Regions from separate parts of the Mus musculus genome. Here region 2 is linked to region 1. The links are chromatin contacts, called in public promoter capture Hi-C maps. All regions are on one chromosome and are shown on one strand. The core of a region is the stretch at or near the end of the contact, and the rest is flanking DNA. Distances in the headings are between cores, read along the strand shown. Region 1 holds the start of Hint3 (histidine triad nucleotide binding protein 3). Region 2 holds the start of Rnf217 (ring finger protein 217).

What was found. Promoter capture Hi-C pulls out the DNA fragments that hold promoters and counts their contacts.
Region 2: a contact with region 1 is called in a promoter capture Hi-C map of cranial neural crest. The contact joins the promoter of Rnf217 here to the promoter of Hint3 in region 1. A contact is called at or near these places in 1 of 39 promoter capture datasets (cranial neural crest) and 1 of 115 datasets of contacts at active chromatin or transcription factors (pancreatic cancer cells).

Annotation. Positions count from the first base shown.
Region 1 is chr10:30,616,797-30,619,646 of GRCm38.p6, reverse strand. It overlaps Hint3 (histidine triad nucleotide binding protein 3), which reads left to right and starts at 1,281. Exons shown (of 5, transcript NM_025798.3): 1 at 1,281-1,444. The coding sequence starts at 1,295.
Region 2 is chr10:31,608,409-31,611,349 of GRCm38.p6, reverse strand. It overlaps Rnf217 (ring finger protein 217), which reads left to right and starts at 1,625. Exons shown (of 6, transcript NM_001146349.1): 1 at 1,625-2,941. The coding sequence starts at 2,166.

The DNA of each region.
Region 1 (2,850 bases), core at 32-2,531:
ACCATGGCCCAAGAGGCAGCCCAAGTACTCAAGTACCTACATGGATAAAGACATACAGCTACTGTGTGTGTGCATGCATACACACACCATAAAAAAGCAGCGTGATATGAAAGTGTAAGAACAGACATGGAACATGATAATATTTAAATGTGTCAAAGTCAAATTTTCTGCTTCTGAGTCCTGCCTCAAACTTGTGATGATCTGAGAAGCTATTGTCATGATTGCACACCATATGGTTAACTACAAAGGGAATTAAATGCAACGTGAATGTGCATGTACTCTTACTTAACTTACGTTACTGTTTCAGATTACAAGATAATTCACTTAAAATCACTACTGAGTTTAAAGTCACACTAAGTGTTATTATGGGTTCTAGAACTAGACATTTATTTGAATTTTATCATTTGGGTAAGTGGTAAGAAAATAAGTCTGAATCTGTCTCTTTCTGTAGACCTGTAATAAAATAATCAACCTTGGGAGTTTTCACAATTAGAGAAACAGAGTATTTGGTGCTCAGCAAATGCCATGTATTGTAAAAAGGTGAGATCACATCATACTTAAGAACTGATACTTTTCCGCGCATGATTGTTCCCAAAGGGTTTCTCTCCCTCTCTTTCCTAAATAGCCGGGAATACAAGAGAAAATTGTTACAATGAATCAGGTGACCTGGCAGGGAATTTCTCAATTACTACCTTTTCTCTCCATATGACATATGTGTGATAGGAGACCCTTTCGATTTACATTGTACTATAAACAAAAGCAAACATGTAGAGACCAATTTGGCCGGGTTTGTTTGTTTGGTTTGGTTTCAGATCCTAAAATTACTGTGGCTGAACAAGTAAGTACACAGGAAACTCGGAAATTTCACTTTGCCAAACAAGGCTCTCTATACGTTTGACTCATCCTCTCATACCCTTAAAAGAATCGAATTTCTATACTCTTTTTCTTTTGTAACGGGAGTGTAATACACTATAGGGACGTGAAAGCAATATCCTTTACACTTTAGATGAATGTTACCAACCCCTGGATAGGTCTTCCCGTCAGAAAACGCCTTTGAGCAGTGGGCTCCTGCGGCTGCGCTGCTTTCGTCATCACGGAGCGCCGGGCTTGCCCTCTGATCGTCGCCCTTTTAGAGGCCGAGCTATCTGGTGTGTCCCATACCCAGAGTCTGGCCCTGCGCGTGCGCAGACTCCGTGTCACTAGGCGGGCCACCCTAGGGCGGCGATTCCAGGTGCATCCGCCCGAGGCGGGCCTTGCGCACCTCAGCTGATCCTGACGTCGCCTTTCGGCCGCCATGGCTGAGAAGCAAGCGGGCTTGGTCGGAGAGCCGGATCCCGAGGGGTCCTCGCCTGGGACCTCGGAGTCCTGGAACTATGACAGCAACTGCGTGTTCTGCCGCGTGGCGGCGGGTCAGGAACCCAAAACTGAACTCTTTCACTGTGAGGTGGGCGGCGACAGGCCGGGTGGGTGGGGACCAGGCATCCAATCCCTGCTCGCAGGCTTCTGTCTCTGCAGACGAACTAAACAGTGACTGACTTCTGTCAGGGACCCAGAGGTCTCCAGTGTTGCCTTTGCTGTTCAGTAGGGAGAGATAGCAGTGATAGAGCCCAGCATTCTCGCCTCCCTCGCATGCATTTGCAACACAGCAGCATCCTGTGTCTTTACTTTTATTTTAGGGAGTCTTCCTCTTCTCTAGATAGTAATTTTAAAATTATGTATTCTTCCAGTATCGTTAGAGAGCGTACAACTTGCTGAAAACAGGTCTTGGACGTGGTGAAGAAGTGTGAATTTGACTGAAATGGGCTGGAATGGGGTTTCAGGACTGGGTCTGAAGTCGAACTGATACTTACAGTTAATAGCTTGTAAGAATCTTCCTTATCTACCGTGAGAGCCTCATGAACTACTCCCCTTTTCGTTACAAGATCTCGACAGGGTTCAAACCTGTGCAGATCAAGTGTAGTTAATCATACTTGCTGCGAGATCGGGAGAGCAACAGTCATGTCATGCCTGGAAATTCCAGAAAACTCTCCCTTTCCCCTGGGTCTAACATTTTTACATCTCATCATCCTTCATAAAGAGTTAATCTTTTGAGAGAGATTTATCATCTTGCATTTAAAATTCTTATTACACATATATTCATTGTAAACACAGGAAATGATTGCACTTATATAAGTTGTTGATATATAATTATACAAATAAGAGCAGAGGAAATTATTTGTTTTGGTATAATCAGGGTTGCCAGCATCATGAAGAATTTGTTTGAGGAATCTTTCCAACAAAAGTCAGAGATGATTCTTTGCCTCACAGATCTCTGTATGGTTTTCTTACTGTATTTTTAGAATTCATTTAAGCAAAGGGCATATCACATATTCTTAGCAGGGGGCTTACCAGTACCAAGGGCAGTGTCTTACTCTTTGTGTATGAGTCTCATGGCATTGATACGAATTATTTTTAAGGGGCTCTTAGAAATAGCTGAGTGGTAGTGGTACATGCCTTTAATTCCAGCACTCAGAAAGGCAGAGGCAGAAAGATCTCTCTGTTGGAGGCCAACCTGGTCAATGCAGTGAATTCAAGGACAGCTAAGGCTATGCAGAGAAATCCCTTGAAAAACAAAACAAAAACAAACAAACAAACAAACCAAACAAAAACAGAAAGAAAGAAAGAAAGAAAGCTAGCTAGCTCTTAGAATCGAAAAATGAAACAATGTTTGAGAACCCACAGAAGTGTTGCTATGCCTGAATTCATACTTAGCAATATTAGCTGATTTAATTGCTCTTTTGCTAATTAAAATTGTTAACACCTTAGATACCATGGCTTTAAGATGCTCTTTCAAATGGACTTGCTTGTTTT
Region 2 (2,941 bases), core at 376-2,875, 990 kb before region 1:
CAGAGGTCCACCTGACCTTTGCTTCCCAAGTGCTGGGATTAAAGGTGTGTGCCACCACTACCCAGCTAGTAACTATATTTTCACTCTTTTTTTTTTAAAGAAAGAAAGAAAGGAAGAAAGGAAAGAAAGAAAGAAAGAAAGAAAGAAAGAAAGAAAGAAAGAAAGAAAGAAAGAAATCCCATCAGCACACTTATCAGTGGTGCTCCATGAACCTGGGATAGACTGAGCAAAGACCCACCATTATAGGATTGCGTTATGATTCCTCTGTGCTGTTGGGGACCTGTGAGTCCCAGACCTCATGCTAGAGGTGCCAGGCCCAGGAGTCAGGCACGAGAGGATTTACCTAGAGGAAGATGACATGTTGCTCAGAAATGCTAGCAGCATGTAGCAGGAAGAAGTCCTGGTAAGGAAAGAAAGGGCAATCCTTGAACAGGGAGATGGAGTCTTCTGGAGTCCCAGCAACATCCGTCCACTTACCTGTCTGGGCTTTCCAGCGGGTTGTGTTTCTGAGGTGGATACTGAGGATTGAGTGAGTGAGCTATCTCTCCAGGCTGCCTGAGTACCATTTAATCATCAAAAAATAGTTATTCTTCATTCTTGGGTCAGACTACTGAGTGCCAGGGCATCTGGCGGCAAGTCACCATGCTCTGGTGTACCTGAGCTTCAACCGCACCTGATTGAAACCCATGACCTTTGGGTCTCTGCTTGGTCAATACTGAATTCTTAGTTCCCTTGTAGCCTTTGCATTTGCCTTGGAAAATATTTTAGAACAAATCAATAACAACTTCAAGGTTAAAAAATAATCTACACATTTAACAGATTTTTCCTTTGACATGAATGTGTAAATTGAATTCCCTCCCTATTTTAAAAAAATAAAAATGGTTGGCTTCCCAAAAATGTTTTCATTGGCTTTAGAAAACTAAATCACACCAGTGTTTGGGTGACTAATACTTCCTGTAAAATAAAGATAGATCAACACATAATTAAGTTCTGGCTGAGATATAATTGTTGCCTTGGAAACAGTTTTGGGTATGAATATGGTTATGTTAATAAGTTTCCCTGATTCCTAATGATGATCCAGCTGATTAATCAGGCCAGGCTACCCACTTAAAGGGGTTCAGAAACAAAACAAAAACCAAACAAACAAACAAACAAAACCCCAAGAGCCCACAAAAATAATTCGCGAGAGAACACTGAGCAGAGGAAAAGCAGTAAATGTCAGATTAGTTATTCCTTAGTGCTTGTAAATATTATAGTTGGAGGAGCAGACGACAAGTGCTTTTGGGTTATTTATGGTTTTCGAAGATCCTTCCTATCGCACCAGGTAGAATGCACACCATCGCCTCTACTTCTCGAGCGTGACATCCCAGTGTGTTCTCCGTCCAGAGCCCAGGGTCCAGCAGTTTTTGTCGGAAGTTCTACTTAAAGCAGAGCACTAAGGGGCGCCTGCAAGCGCTTAAGCATTTGGCTGGGGCCGAGTGGGAATTCTTAGGGGTGAGAGCACAGCTCAGCTTAGATCACCCTCACTCCTGTGTGCGTGCGACTGTGTGCGTGGGCGCCCGCGCGCGTATGTGTGTACGTGTGGGGAGGTGTGTGCCAAAGGGGTGGGGTGAGGGGAGGGAGCAGGGCCCTAGGTGCTGCACGAGGAGAGGGAGGTCTCCCGCTTCTCCTCCAGGGACACCAGCCACTGCTTGCGGACTCGGCCACCTCTCGGTGACGCCACAGGCCCGGCGACCCTCGGGATCGCCGGCTGCGCGCCCCGCCGCGGAGGCAGGGATGGCGCGGGGCTGACCGTCTCCTCCCGCCTCCCGGGAACTCTTCCGCCCCACCCGGGACTCGCGGGTCCGCGGCAGCGCCGCGACGTGCATGCGGGCCGGGCCCCCTCAGCCTGAGGCCCTCGGAGTCCTCGAGGCGGTGCCCGGCCGCGCCGGACGAGGAGGAAGACGACGACTACGAGGTGGAGGAGGAGGAGCCGGCTGCCCGCACGCTGCGGCCCGGGAGCCCGGGCTCCCCGGAGGGCGCTTGGGGCGTCCCGGCCCCGGAGGAGGGATCCGGAAGCAGAAGGGCCGCCGCGAGTGGAGCGGAGCCGCTTGCCCGCGCTGCCCGGCGCCGGCTGGGGGTCCGGGCGGCTGGATGGGCGGCGGCGGCGCAGGCCGCGGGCGGCGATGGGCGAGGAGCAGAGCACGGTGAGCGGCAGCGGCGGGGCGCGGGCCTCTGGCGGAGGCTCGGCGGGCCAGCCCGAGTCCCCCAGGCCGCGAGGGGACCGCGTCCGGACAGCCGGGCCGCGCGCTGCAGCCTCCTCTTCACGGCCGAACGGCGGCGGCGGCGGCAGAGACCCGGGCTGCGTGGACGCGAGTGTCCAGGAGCCTGCGAGCAACCGGGCCCCGGCAGGGCAGCCCGCGCGACTGCCACTCAGCGGGCCCCTGGACCCCCAGAGTCTGGAACTGCAGCTGGAGCGCGAGGCGGAGGGAGCGGGGCCACGGGAGGCGCCCCCCGGCCAGCAGCCCCCCGACGGGCTGCTCCTGGACGTGCTGGCCCAGCGACACCCGCCCCCCGCCAAGCCGCAAGTCCTCTGCTCCGTGTACTGCGTGGAGAGCGACTTGCCCGAGGCCCCCTCCGCCGAGTCCCCGTCGCCGTCGGAGTCCCCACCTCAAGCACCGCTGGGGCCGATTCCCGCCAGCCCGCCGCCCTCCTTCCCCAGCTCCCCGCTGTCGCTCCCGGCTGACCCCCTTTCCCCCGACGGCGGCAGCATCGAGCTGGAGTTCTACCTGGCTCCGGAGCCCTTCTCCGTGCCTGGCCTATTAGGGGCTCCACCCTACTCTGGCCTGGGGGGAGTAGGGGACCCCTATGCGCCCCTCATGGTGCTGATGTGCCGGGTGTGCCTGGAAGACAAACCCATCAAGCCCCTGCCCTGCTGCAAGAAGGCGGTGTGCGAGGAGTG